Linked DNA regions of Macaca mulatta: region 2 is linked to region 1. The links are chromatin contacts, called in public Hi-C maps. All regions are on one chromosome and are shown on one strand. The core of a region is the stretch at or near the end of the contact, and the rest is flanking DNA. Distances in the headings are between cores, read along the strand shown. Region 1 holds the start of ZNF184 (zinc finger protein 184). Region 2 holds the start of H2AC12 (H2A clustered histone 12).

Region 1 (6,231 bases), core at 3,514-6,013:
AAATTAAATAGACATGGTCAATGCTAATTGCTGGCAAGAATGTAAAGCAATTAGAACTTTTTAGATTGGCATATGGAATAAATGTATCAACCACTTATGAAAACTGGTAGTTTATACTAAGCTAAACATATGACTATCCTATGACTCAGCAATTCCACTCCTGTCCTTACATCCATAAAAATGCTTATGTCCATCAAAGACTTGTACAAGGATCTTCACTGCAGATTTATTCATAATATCTCAGAACTGGAAACAACCCAAATGCCTTTCAACAGAACACAGCATAAACAACCATGGTATTTTCATACAATGGATTACTCCAAAATATAAGAAAGAGCTACTAACATAATTAACAACATGGATGCATCTCATAAACATAATGTTGAGCAAAATAAGCCAGACAGAAAATAATGCATACTGTATGACTATATTTATATTAAGTTTAAAAACCAACCAAACTGATCTATAGTAATGAAAGTTAGAATAGTACTTCTGGAGGGATAACTGACTGGGCAGAGGCACAAGATACTTCTGGGGCATTAGAAACATTCCATATCTTGGTTATACTAGTTTACACATACATAAAAATTTGAAAAGGTATATACTGTACAGTATTTGTGTGCTTTACTGTATATAACTTATACCTTAATAAACAAAACAAAACAAAAAAAAACTTTGCTCTTGGGGGAATCCATTCAGAGTACTGGTTGACAGGAAAGCCTGATTCTCAAAATGACTCGTCTGGTAATTAATTATGTAAAATTATGCAAGTCCCTTGTCTTCTTTAGGCTTCAATTTTCTCATCTTTAAAAGACTAGAGGCAAATGTCTGACAAACATACCTTTCAAAATCCTCTTGAAGAGGAGATAGTGGTGAGGAAAACCAAACTAGGTACACCTGTTTCCACAAAGAAGTAAAACAAGAAAAATTTTCTCCTCTTAGAAATTTAATGTATGCAGAAATACTAGCGAGGGAAGATGTCTCTGGATATAAAAATTTGAATGAGATTGGCTGGGCACAGCGGCTACGCCTGTAATCCCAGCACTTTGGGAGGCCGAAGTGGGCGGATCACCTGAGGTCAGGAGTTTGAGACCAGTCTGACCAACATGGTGAAACCCCGTCTCTATTAAAAATACAAAAATTAACTGGGCATGGTGGCACGCACCTGTAATCCCAGCTACTCAGGAGCCTGAGGCAGGAGAACTGCTTGAACCCGGGAGGCAGAGGTTGCAGTGAGCTGAAATTACGCCACTGCACTCCAGCCTGGGCGATAGAGTGAGACTCAGTCTCAAAAAAAAAAAAAAAACTTTGAATGAGACATGAGGTATGAAGTAGAAAGACTAGCAATGCTGTAAGAGATGCTTGGTAAAAACTAAGAAAAAACAATCAAAACAGGTAAGGGTCAAGATGGATATTTATGACTACACACAGATGCATGAGATAGTGGCAATAAGCCAAGTGAATTTGCACCTGAAAAAAAAGAAGGGAAACCCAATATTTTAGGCATTAACCAAGGCTTGCTGGGCTGGAAGACATAAGACCTTAAAACTATATAACTTAAAAAAAAAAAATCAACTAAGGGACTAAATATAAAGACAGGGGGGAACATGAAGAATAAAAAGAAAAGCTAAACAATCAAATGGAGAGAACCCAAGTAATTTCAGGGAATCTAAATTGTACCACTAAGGTGCAAGGACAATCTCTTTGGGATACAACCATTAGGATAGGTCAGTGTCATCGGATTTTAGTTCCAAGATTCAAATTCCAGAGAGAGCCAACTGGCCTAGTGTGGGTTTCATGACCAATCCTTGTTTAAAAGAGAGCTAGGTAAAATTTACGCAAAATGATCTGATATAAAGAGACAGACTAAGAGATGGATTATTGTATGTGATGCAATAATCGTGAGTGTGAAACCTGATGGAAACTGTAGATAAACCAAAAGAAAGAAAAAAAAACAAAAGCAGCACCATGCTGGCAACAGTATGACATAGACAGCTTAGGCAAGTAGGGGTGATGAATAATATGGAGAAAAGCAGTTTCAACTGTTTGGCTATGTTAAGTTTCATTTTGTAAAAAATGTATTAATCAAGAAATTCTTAATGCTGTCATGCCTCAGAAAGCAGAGGAAGCAATAAAGGGAACTATTATGCTCAACTTGATTTTGACCAGTAAAGAAAAACTGTTTTGTAACAGAAGTCTTAAGAAAAAAAATGAAGATGTTATCTTGGAAGTTCTTAACAGTGAAAGAAAATGTTCTACATGCACAGACAGGTACCTAAGACTTTAGGAAAACAGAATCAAGAGAAATGTCTCAGGTAAGATGCTTTTTATTCCAAGTAACAGCAACCAACGGAACCAAAAACAGCAACAGTTACAGAAACCAACTGTGTGCCTGGCGCATAGTAAATGCTCAGTATGTGCTGCAAAAATTATTACAAGGAACAGAGGCTCAGTAAAGTTAATCCTAATGATAAAATTGTAAGAAATCCCCAAAATAAAGAAAAAACAAAGGCTTTTAATGAAACTACTTTGACTGATTTAATTCTGATAAACTTAGAATATATATTTTAAAAATCTACTGTAAAAAAGACTTGAAGGACAAAAAATTGAAGAGTAGTATGGACCAAACCTACATTATTCACATGAATAATATGAATAATGTTAAGATTTCTAATGATATTATTTTTAACAAATGCAAAAAAAGGACTGCATGATAATAGTTAGGTTAAACCAAACTTGATTGCACAGCCATACCTAAAGAATGTAAAGACAACACCAATGCAGAGGGAAGTCTATAGGGACACGTCATAAGCCTCTGTCCTTACCCTGACCTGTTCAATGACATGTAGGAAGAAATAGAAGGAATATTCATTAAATCTGCTAGTGGCATTAAGTTGGAAAGGACAGTTAAGACACTGAATAACTAAATTAGGATTCATAATCATTCTGAAAGCCTAAAACAAGTGACCAAAAAATTGGACAATCATAACTGTAAGTCCTGACATTAAGGATAATAATAATTCCATTACACAAAAATGGTATAAATCTAGATCACTGCAGTTTATGTAAAAAAAATCTAAAGTTTACAGTACATTACTGATAGTTTTTAAAGCAAATGTGATCTGATGCCAAACAGCAGAAGTATAATCCCAGTCAAACGAAGTAGTACATTATTCTTTCAGGTACTTTTCAAAGCACATCCAAAGAACTATGTTTACCATTAGGCACTGCATTTTACGAAAAATGCTGACAAGCAGGAGAGTTTTCAGAGAAGAGGTATAGATAACATCACACAGACCAATCAAAAGAAGTGAGGCTATATTGCTTAGAATTTATGAGGCGGAGTTGTAACAGCTGAATTCATGTATCTTAAGGGCAGCAGTGTGAAATTAAGAACAGTTTCCTTTTCTCTGGAGGACTCAGAAATAAGATCAACACAAAAGTTACAGGAACAAGTACATCTGTTTAATATAACAAACTAAAAAAGAAAGCCAACAAGGGAATAGTCTGCACCCAAAATGGCGAGTTTAATGCCACACTAGTTCTGGCCTAGGGTTGACAGACTGCCATCTGCCAAGGAGATTTCAAAACTAACTCTTTCATTGAAGGGATGATTACCAAGATGTCTTCTGACTTCAACATTATAATTTTAATATTTAATATTCAGAAGTCATGTGGGGATCACATATACGCTGAATGATTATGTCTTTTCATTCCCCAATGGAATGAAAGAAAAAATAAACTCCTCCCCCAAGTATCTCTCTATAAAAAAGAATCTCTCCCTACAATGTAATTCGGTTTCTTTGCTAATCCCTAAGCATACCGTTCCTTCCTTCCAGCTCTCCTGCTCTGATCTCAAGTATTTGATCCTCCAGTCATGACTGTTCTCAAGCCTCCATCAACCCACTCTCCCCCAAGTCGACCCCACTACCTTCCATCTCAGAAGCTCATCCCGTTCCTCTGGAACTTGAATACCAGGGTTCGCCAGGCAGCGTTCCTTCAGCTGATACCTCAGTCTGGGACTCAGATGTCTAGCTCCCCTTGCAGCGAGTCTGCAACACGCTGAGGTTTTCTATCCTAAAAAACACAGGATGGCGTCAGCAGCATACGTCACACAATCACACATCAGAGTCTTGCAAAGTGACCAAGAGGTCTTACACGAGAGAAGTGCCCTAAGAGAGCACTAGAGAGGCGTGTGCCACTCCGATGAACAAAAACAGAGTGGAGATCGGGTAAGCGGGTTCTGCCTCAGATCCAAAAAACCCTTGGTGCCCACCCTAGAATCTGGCCGGGGCATCCACAGACCTGGTCTCTTCCCTCTGTGCACATTTGTGACTCACACCCCTGCGAGGTCGGATAACACGAAGACACACCTGTTGCAGAGCGTTAAAGCTGGAAGGTGGATAAGCAGGGCGGGGCCCGGCACCCGACTTCCCCTTAGGCCAGAACAAAAGAACAAAGCCCTCCAAGGGATCAGGGCGGGACCGCCCCGCACAGACGGAGGCGAGGTGCGCCCCCTTTGAGGACTCCCCAGCTTTCTCCCGCAGAGGCCTCTAAGCGCGAAACCAGAAGGGTGACGTCACGGGTCCGGAGGGCTGGCTGTTGCCATGGTGATACCTGAGCTCCCCTCCCTTTATAGCGATCCACACACTCTGATCCCGGGTCCGGAAGCGCACTGACCGCCACCAGACCTAACGCAGGGAGCCGAAGCAGCTGGACTTCCAGAGCGCCAACCTCTTTCCACGCCTACAACCGGCTTCAACGGTCACTTCCGGTCCTTACGAGAGAGCCCCGCTCCGCCCCGCACGCCGGCGCCGGGCGGGCACACTGGACCAGCGTTCCCAGAACACTCCGCGACGAGGTTGCTGAACTTCATTTCCCAGAGGCTTTAGCTAACGTTTCGCGTTCGCCCTGCGCAGTGCCGCACATTTTCGCCGCCAGTCATTTGTTCCTGTTTCAGGTATGCGTGTGCGTTGTAAACTTGTCTGACTGAACTGATTTTAAGAAATACACGTCTACTGACCGGGCGCAGTGGCTCACGTCTGTTATCTCAGCACTTTGGGAGGCCGAGCTGGGTGGATCACTAGGTCAGGAGTTCGAGACTCAGCCTGGCCAATATGGTGACACCCCCGTCTCTACTAAAAATACCAAAATTATGGTGGTGGCGCGCGCCTGTAGTCCCAGCTACTCGGGAGGCTGAAGCAGGAGAACGGCGTGAATCCGGGAGGCAGAGGTTGCAGTCAGTCGAGATCGCGCCACTGCACTCCAGCCTGGGCGGCACAGCGAGACTCCGTCTCAAAGAAACAAAAAAGAAAAGAAAAAAAAAAAAGAAATACACGTCTGCACACAGTTTTAAAACGCAAACAATCGTTACCTTTATTACATGTTCTACCTTATATTTTCTGTTCTACTCCTTTGTCATTTTGAAAATACTGGTAGTTACCCATTAAATTTGTTTTCACGACTCTCAATTGAGTGGCGACCAACTTTATTTATTTATTTATTTTGAGACGGAGTCTAGCTCTGTTGCTCAGGCTGGAGTGCAATGGCACGATCTCGGCTCAGTGCAACCTCCACCTCTCGGGTTCAAGCGATTCTCCTGCCTGAGCCTCCCGAGTAACTGGGATTACAGGCATGCACCACCATCCCCGGCTAATTTTTGTATTTTCAGTAGAGACGGGGTTTCACCATATTGGCCAGGCTGGTCTCAAACTCCTGACTTCAAATGATCCGCCCGCCTCGGCCTCCCAAAGTGCTGGGATTGCGGGCGTGAGCCACTGCGCCCGGCCCCAACATGTTTTTCTAATGCTTAAGGAAACCCGGAGATGATATTAGCATGTTTTGCCCCTCAGTAAAGCATCTTATATGCCTGTGTCAGCCAGCACATAGCTGCATATAGCCCAAGGCCAGTCTGTCCGTCACTGTGTCCTTGGCAGAAAAAAAGAATCCAACAAATCGGTAGATTTTTATATTTAAGACGTGGCACTTGCATTTTACTGTGCTGGTGTGCATTCCCAGCATTTGGATAAGGGGCCGAGGTCAAGTCTCTCAGACTGTTGGCTGACAAACATTAAACCTGGAAATCCTAACACTGAGTATATGAAAAACAATTACAGTCAAGGGAACATGATAGAGAAAGCTTCGATCATCTTAGAGAATGCATATATTGTCATGAAGAGAACATTGGTTTAAATAAATAAAACAAATGTTTAAGAGAATGAAAAGACAAGG
Region 2 (6,606 bases), core at 1,254-3,753, 320 kb before region 1:
ACTTCCACCCAGTATTTCTATTAAAACACAAATGCACTTCCAGAATTTTATAAAAAGCAAAAAGGACTGAAAGTAAATTGTATAAAATCAAGATGTTATGTCCATTTGCAAAAATAGTTTGTAAGTCTAAAGGTAATAACAGCAGATAACTTCAGAGTAAAAATTTTAGTCTGTAAAGAGTAGTCAGGTATACCTGAAGGTAGAATTCATTGGCATAGTGTATCTTAGTTTGTTTTTAAATTTTATTTGCGACGGAGTCTTGCTCTGTTGCCCAGGCTGGAGTGCAGTCAGGTGATCTCAGCTCACTGCAACCTTTGCCTCCTGGGTTCCAGCAATTCTCCTGCCTCAGCTTCCCCAGTAGCTGGGACTACAGGCACACGCCACCACACCCAGCTAATTTTTGTATTGTTAGTAGAGACGGGGTTTCACTATTTTAGCCATGCTGCTTTCGAATTCCTGACTTCAAGTGATTGCCTCCTATATAGGTATAGATATAGATCAGTGCCTTCTATATAGGTAAACAATAAATATAATTATTTGTTGATACATTTCTTAGAATATTAGTGTAACCCCAAAATTGCTGATAGGATAAATAAGACTTAGATGAACAGTGAACATATGCTTTGCATGTATTTAAAGTTTTCCAATATGACCTTGCTAATCTCCAAATGCCCAAGGGCGGGCAATATCCCCAAAGACTAGAACAATGCATGGCCAAATATGTTAAATATATATACAGACACATATACGTTGAAAATTTCCCTGTGAAACTGGCCTGCATTTCTAAATCACAAATTTAGCCAGGTAACAACCTAGCTTAAAATTCGTGGACCCTTTCTTTCACTTGGTTCTTCCAAAAAAGTTCCACACTGCTTATCACCGGCATAGCCATTCTAGCCTCCAGTTACACAATAAAACCCACCCAACTCTGCTCAGACCCTGTGCTGCTGGGGAAGTTCCCTTCTCCTCTACTCCAACTTCTTGCTTGGGGGCGGACTGTCTCTAGTCTCAGTCTGTTGTCTCCCCTCTGGATCCAGTTGCTTTTCCTTTTCTATAAGTTTTGTCAAAAGGAAAAATTACTGATTGAGCCAATTGACGCTGAACATGCCTTAACAACTAGCAAACTATTCAAGAATCTCCGCGATGATCTCATGTTCCGTTTCTTCACTCATGAGAAAAGCTGTGCTCCTCCCCTTACCCTTGCAGACTATCCTGCCTGGTGGTCTGGCATCTTCCCGATGTCTTGTGGGCTGGAGAGGTGGAAACGGGGGGGGGGTGAGAGGGAAGCAAGGCAGAGCTGGGTACAGCCTAGAAGGGGTTAAACAAGGTAATTGCTCGCGCGAAAGCCATACGTACTGGTAGGCCATCGGGAACCAAATTTACAAATATATAAACTCAAGTTAGAACTCCTTTAAATGGTGGAAAGTACACGTGACACAATAGGCTTTCAACAAGTTCTAACAGGAAGTCACAGCACTCGACACAACGGAAGTATCCATTTTCGCGCCAAGAGCCAGGAAGCACTTTCTGTTAACGCAAATTTCCTGCACATCCTTAATTTTTTAGGCGCCATATTCCCTACTCAGTACTCTCAGTACTAACAAAGTGCATATGGCTTCTTTAGCCTGTACTCGATTACAAGCACTGTACACATTACTCAATGTAATGAGATCATAACAACCCCTTTAAAGACATCGCCATTATTTAAACCTGGATTAGGAACACGTGTTTGCAGCTCTAATAGCGACAATTTAAGTGGCTCTTAAAAGAGCCTTTGGGGTTGGGCTTTAAGACGCTTACTTGGCAGGTTTACTTAGCGCTGGTGTACTTGGTGACGGCCTTGGTGCCCTCCGACACCGCGTGCTTGGCCAACTCCCCGGGCAGCAGCAGGCGCACGGCCGTCTGGATCTCCCTGGAGGTGATGGTCGAGCGCTTGTTGTAATGCGCCAGACGGGAAGCCTCACCCGCAATGCGCTCAAAGATGTCGTTGACGAAGGAGTTCATGATTCCCATGGCCTTAGAGGAGATGCCGGTGTCGGGGTGGACCTGCTTCAGCACCTTGTACACGTACACGGAGTAGCTCTCCTTGCGGCTGCGCTTGCGCTTCTTGCCGTCTTTCTTCTGGGCCTTAGTCACTGCCTTCTTCGAGCCCTTCTTGGGCGCAGGAGCGGACTTCGCTGGCTCCGGCATGTCGAGGGCGAACTACGAGTCGAGGCGGACTAACAGCAGATCGAGAAAACGGGAAGTAATGGGAGCAAGGCACCAGGAGTCGTTTTTATATAGAACCTCTCATGCAAATGAGGTGAAGAGTTAAAGTCCTGTATCTGATTGGTGGTTATTCAGGGTGACCTCAGAGGTTAGTTATACCTAATCAACCAATCAGCAAATCCAAAAGATGTACTTCCATTGGTTAAAATTAAGTGGCAACTCTAACCAATGACATATCTTCTTTTTCGCGCCCAGTGGTGTTTATAAAAGGCGCTGCCTCTCCACTTTCGTTTCGCTGGGTATTTTAAGTAAGTTGTGGCCAGTATGTCTGGACGTGGCAAGCAAGGCGGTAAAGCTCGCGCTAAGGCCAAGACCCGTTCTTCTCGGGCTGGGCTGCAGTTCCCTGTGGGCCGAGTGCACCGCTTACTCCGCAAGGGCAATTATGCAGAGCGGGTTGGGGCCGGCGCGCCGGTGTACCTGGCTGCGGTGCTGGAGTACCTGACTGCTGAGATCCTGGAGCTGGCCGGCAATGCGGCCCGCGACAACAAGAAGACCCGCATCATCCCGCGTCACCTCCAGCTGGCTATCCGCAACGATGAAGAGCTCAACAAGCTGCTGGGCAAAGTCACCATCGCGCAGGGTGGTGTCTTGCCCAATATCCAGGCCGTGCTGCTGCCTAAGAAGACTGAGAGCCACCATAAGGCCAAATAAGGAGCGAGGTTGTGAAAACTGAAAAACAAAGGCTCTTTTCAGAGCCACGCTACACTGTCCTAGAGAAAGCTGGACACGGTCATGTTTGTTTCACTTCATGTTTGTTTCATTAGATCACATTGTAAAGCGCTTCTTTCCCGGTTGGGCTGGAGTAACTCTTTACAATGTTTTTTGATGTAACTTAATCCACTGGAAGGCAATGAAAACCCACAAGTTATTGTAGGATACACCGGAGAAGCTTATTCAGCAGGAGTAATAAGTGAAATCAAATATGCAAATCCCTGAAGTCTATTTACCAACTCCAGAGTTTATGTTTGTTTTTGAGATGGAGTCTTTCCCTGTTGCCCAGGCTGGAGTGCAGTGGTGCGATCTCGGCTCACTGCAACCTCCACCTCCCAGGTTCAAGCGATTCTCCTGCCTGAGCCTCCCGAGTAGCTGGGATTATAGGCATGCACCACCATCCTCAGCTAATTTTTGTGTTTTTAGTAGAGACGGGGTTCCACCATGCTGGCCTGGCTGCTCTCGAACTCCTGACCTCAGGTGATCCGCCCGTGTCGGCCTCCCAAAGTGCTGGGATTACAGGCGCGAGCCACCACGCCAGGCCTCCAGTGTAATAATTATATTACATTAATAGTGTTGTCAAACAGCCATAAAAATGGGATATACTCGCCACTCTTTAAAGGCAAATTTTGCAATTCTAAGTATTCTTGAAAAGCAAGAAAGGTCAGCCTAATTCTTAAGTGGTCTAACTCTTAAGAGCAACTTTACCCAGGTGATGAAAGTCTAGTGACTCATTTGCATTACAATTTGATTCCGATGAGAGGAGAATATGGGATGCAGAATTTCCTGAATCCCATATTTGTAAATCCTTAGCCCCATTTCTTTGGAGAAGGTGTATTAATGCACTCTTTTAGTAACTCAGGATACAACATGGCTTTTTCTGTCTAGTTAATTTGTATTATCAAATTTATTAGATCAGGATTGCTATTGCTTTTGATTGCTTGTCCACATTAATTTACCTACCCTAGGAAGCCCTATGAGTTTCCTTCCTCCCCACCAACCCCCAACTTGATATTACTTGCCTGCTTTTACTTCATAGCCTCAAGGCTTTCTGGCTATTCCTACAAAATGCGAAACACATTTTCTGTCTTAAGGCCTTTGCACTTTAAATTCCCTCTTCCCTGATAGCTACCTTTCTCACTTTTTTTCAATCTATGTAGGTCTCACAGAGTGAGACTCCATCTCAAAAACAACAACACAAAGAAACCACACAGAAGAGATATTTGGTGCCAACCACTTATGGCTACATATGCAATATGAATGTGCTTATTTAATTCTCACAACCTTTTGAGGTGAGTATTGTTTGGACTCTAATTTGGAAACGAAAGTGTTGTGTTACTTATCTAATCAGATTCTCAATTAGTAGAAGAAAAAGCTATGTAGGTCTCTGTATACTCAGCCAGTATGCCTGTCAAGTTGCCCCCACACTGGGCCAAAGGGGCTCTAGACCACCCTTTTTAACTCCTTTGTGGGTCACTGAGTGAGGACTGCCCTGGGGAAGGATGCAGCCTTGAGTGGGGAGGAGCTCTGCAGCTGAGGCAAATACTAAAGAAGCTCACAGCTGGTGTCTATCTGCTAATTGTGCTCTCTGCAGTTGGGCTGCAAGCCCTTCCTTGAAGGAGGATCTGGGCAGTGTATTTCCATGTCTATGACATATATTAACATGAATATAAATATCAATGTTAAGTAAGGTCGATGATAGTATCTGTGAGACTGACTTTAGCATGTATAAGTGCATAGCTGGTATTGCTCTTTGACTTTTTTTCTTTTTCTTTTTTCTTGTTTTTGAGATGGAGTTTTGCTCTTCTTGCCCAGGCTGGAGTGCAATGGCCTGATCTTGGCTCACTGCAACCTCCACCTCCCAGATTCAAGCGATTCTCCTGCTTCAGACTCCCGAGTAGCTGGGATTACAGGCGTGTGCCACCACTCCCGGCTAATTTTGTAATTTTAGTAGAGACGGGGTTTCACCATGTTGGTCAGGCTGGTCTGGAACTCCTGACCTCAGATGATCTGCCCGCCTTGGCCTCCCAAAGTGCCGGGATTACAGGCATGAGCCTGTAATTACTTTCATCAGGGAATGTGAAGGGGGTGGGGTCTTTTCTTTTTAGAGAAATAAGAAAATGTGCAGACTTTCTAAAAATCTTTATTAGTTTGGTATACTCCTGTAAGAGTTTTAAATGCCTCAATCATTGCACATGGAAGGTGACAGAAAACAATTACAAAGGAAATGGGAGATTTTTCTACTGACTTTTCCTACCCCAGATTCAGCAAATCTCTTCACTTTTCCCGTTCTGAGAAATAATCCAGTTTAGCCCCATACTGAAGAAACTTCAGAATTAATACTTGAGGCTCAAAGGAGAGGAGAAGGAGCCTTTAAAAAAAAACATGGAACGAGTTTCTGTAGTATAGTGGTTATCACGTTTGCCTCACACGTGAAAAGTCCCTGGTTTGAAACCAGGTGGAAACACATTTACCAGGTGCAGTAGTTCATGCCTGTAATCCCAGCACAAAAACTTAGCCGGGCGTGGTGGCAGCTGCCTGTAGTCCCAGCTACTTGGGAGGTGAGGCAGGAGAATCGTTTGAGCCCGGGAGACGGAGGTTGCAGTGAGCTGAGATTGTGCCACTGCACTCTAGCCTGGGCGACAGAGTGAGACTCCAATCTCAAAAACAACAACAACAAAAAATCACATAGAAGAGATATTTGGTGCCAACAACTTATGGGCTACATATGCAATATGAATGTGCTTATTTAATTCTCACAACCTTTTGAGGTGGGTATTGTTTGGACTCTAATTTGGAAAAGAAAGTGTAGTGTTACTTATCCAATCAGATTCTCAATTAGTAGGAGAGAAAGCTATATATCAGAATATTATCTACTCAACATGGAACACACACATAACTGCCTTTTCTTAACTATCGGGTCTCATGTGCTTTAGTCTAAGGTATATAGAAACTTGGGTAAGAATTGTTAAAGGGAGATGTTGAAAGGTCTGTCAGAAGAGTATCATGATCGTACTTGAATTAATAGATACCGAATAAGAAAGAATAAAACTAGACTTAATTATTCACACAGTGTTTACAATAGTTTAAAGTGAATAAAGATTCCTGAAAATGGGAATCACACTTATATACTTTTTAAAAATATATTTTTAAGACACATACAATTTTAAAAACGCATACATACATGCTTTTCCTCGGTTCCACCCTTCCCCTTCATCTTCATACCTATTACAGATGGAGTCGTTGTCATGCATTCCTTGTAAGGAATAATTCTGATAAAATCAAAATAGTAAAGTCACATCTAAAAATATGTGAAGGTTTATACCCCAGAGGAGCTGCATGATTTAAATAATTAACAATGACAAAATCTGAGAAATACATGTGATTATGGATAATGAAGGGTGCTTAACTAAGGTCAAAATAATATAATTTTATATCAGGCTAACTATTGACATGGCTTCACTTACCTGGGAAGCTAGATTCTGTGTGTAATAGTAAACACCTGGGAGGAATACTGATTGTTTACAACGCTGACTGATATCTGGACTCAGAACTGGCCATCAGTAAATCAACTTGAGATCGCAAATATTCCTTGGGATCACACAAAGGAAAATACCAAAAAAAAAA

What was found. Hi-C and Micro-C count contacts between places; a contact is called where the count stands out from the background.
Region 2: a Hi-C map of CD4 T cells shows a contact between it and region 1, with 4 times the contacts expected there. The contact joins the promoter of H2AC12 here to the promoter of ZNF184 in region 1. A contact is called at or near these places in 4 of 14 Hi-C or Micro-C datasets (CD4 T cells, blood, fetal cortex germinal zone and 1 more).

Annotation. Positions count from the first base shown.
Region 1 is chr4:155,841,012-155,847,242 of T2T-MMU8v2.0, reverse strand. ZNF184 (zinc finger protein 184) reads right to left here and starts at 4,763. Exons shown (of 7, transcript XM_078000824.1): 1 at 4,374-4,763; 2 at 3,932-4,077.
Region 2 is chr4:156,157,802-156,164,407 of T2T-MMU8v2.0, reverse strand. It overlaps H2AC12 (H2A clustered histone 12), which reads left to right and starts at 2,503. Exons shown (of 1, transcript XM_001093153.5): 1 at 2,503-3,171. The coding sequence starts at 2,533. The coding sequence ends at 2,919. H2BC12 (H2B clustered histone 12) reads right to left here and starts at 2,214. Exons shown (of 2, transcript NM_001260530.1): 1 at 1,801-2,214. The coding sequence starts at 2,190. The coding sequence ends at 1,810.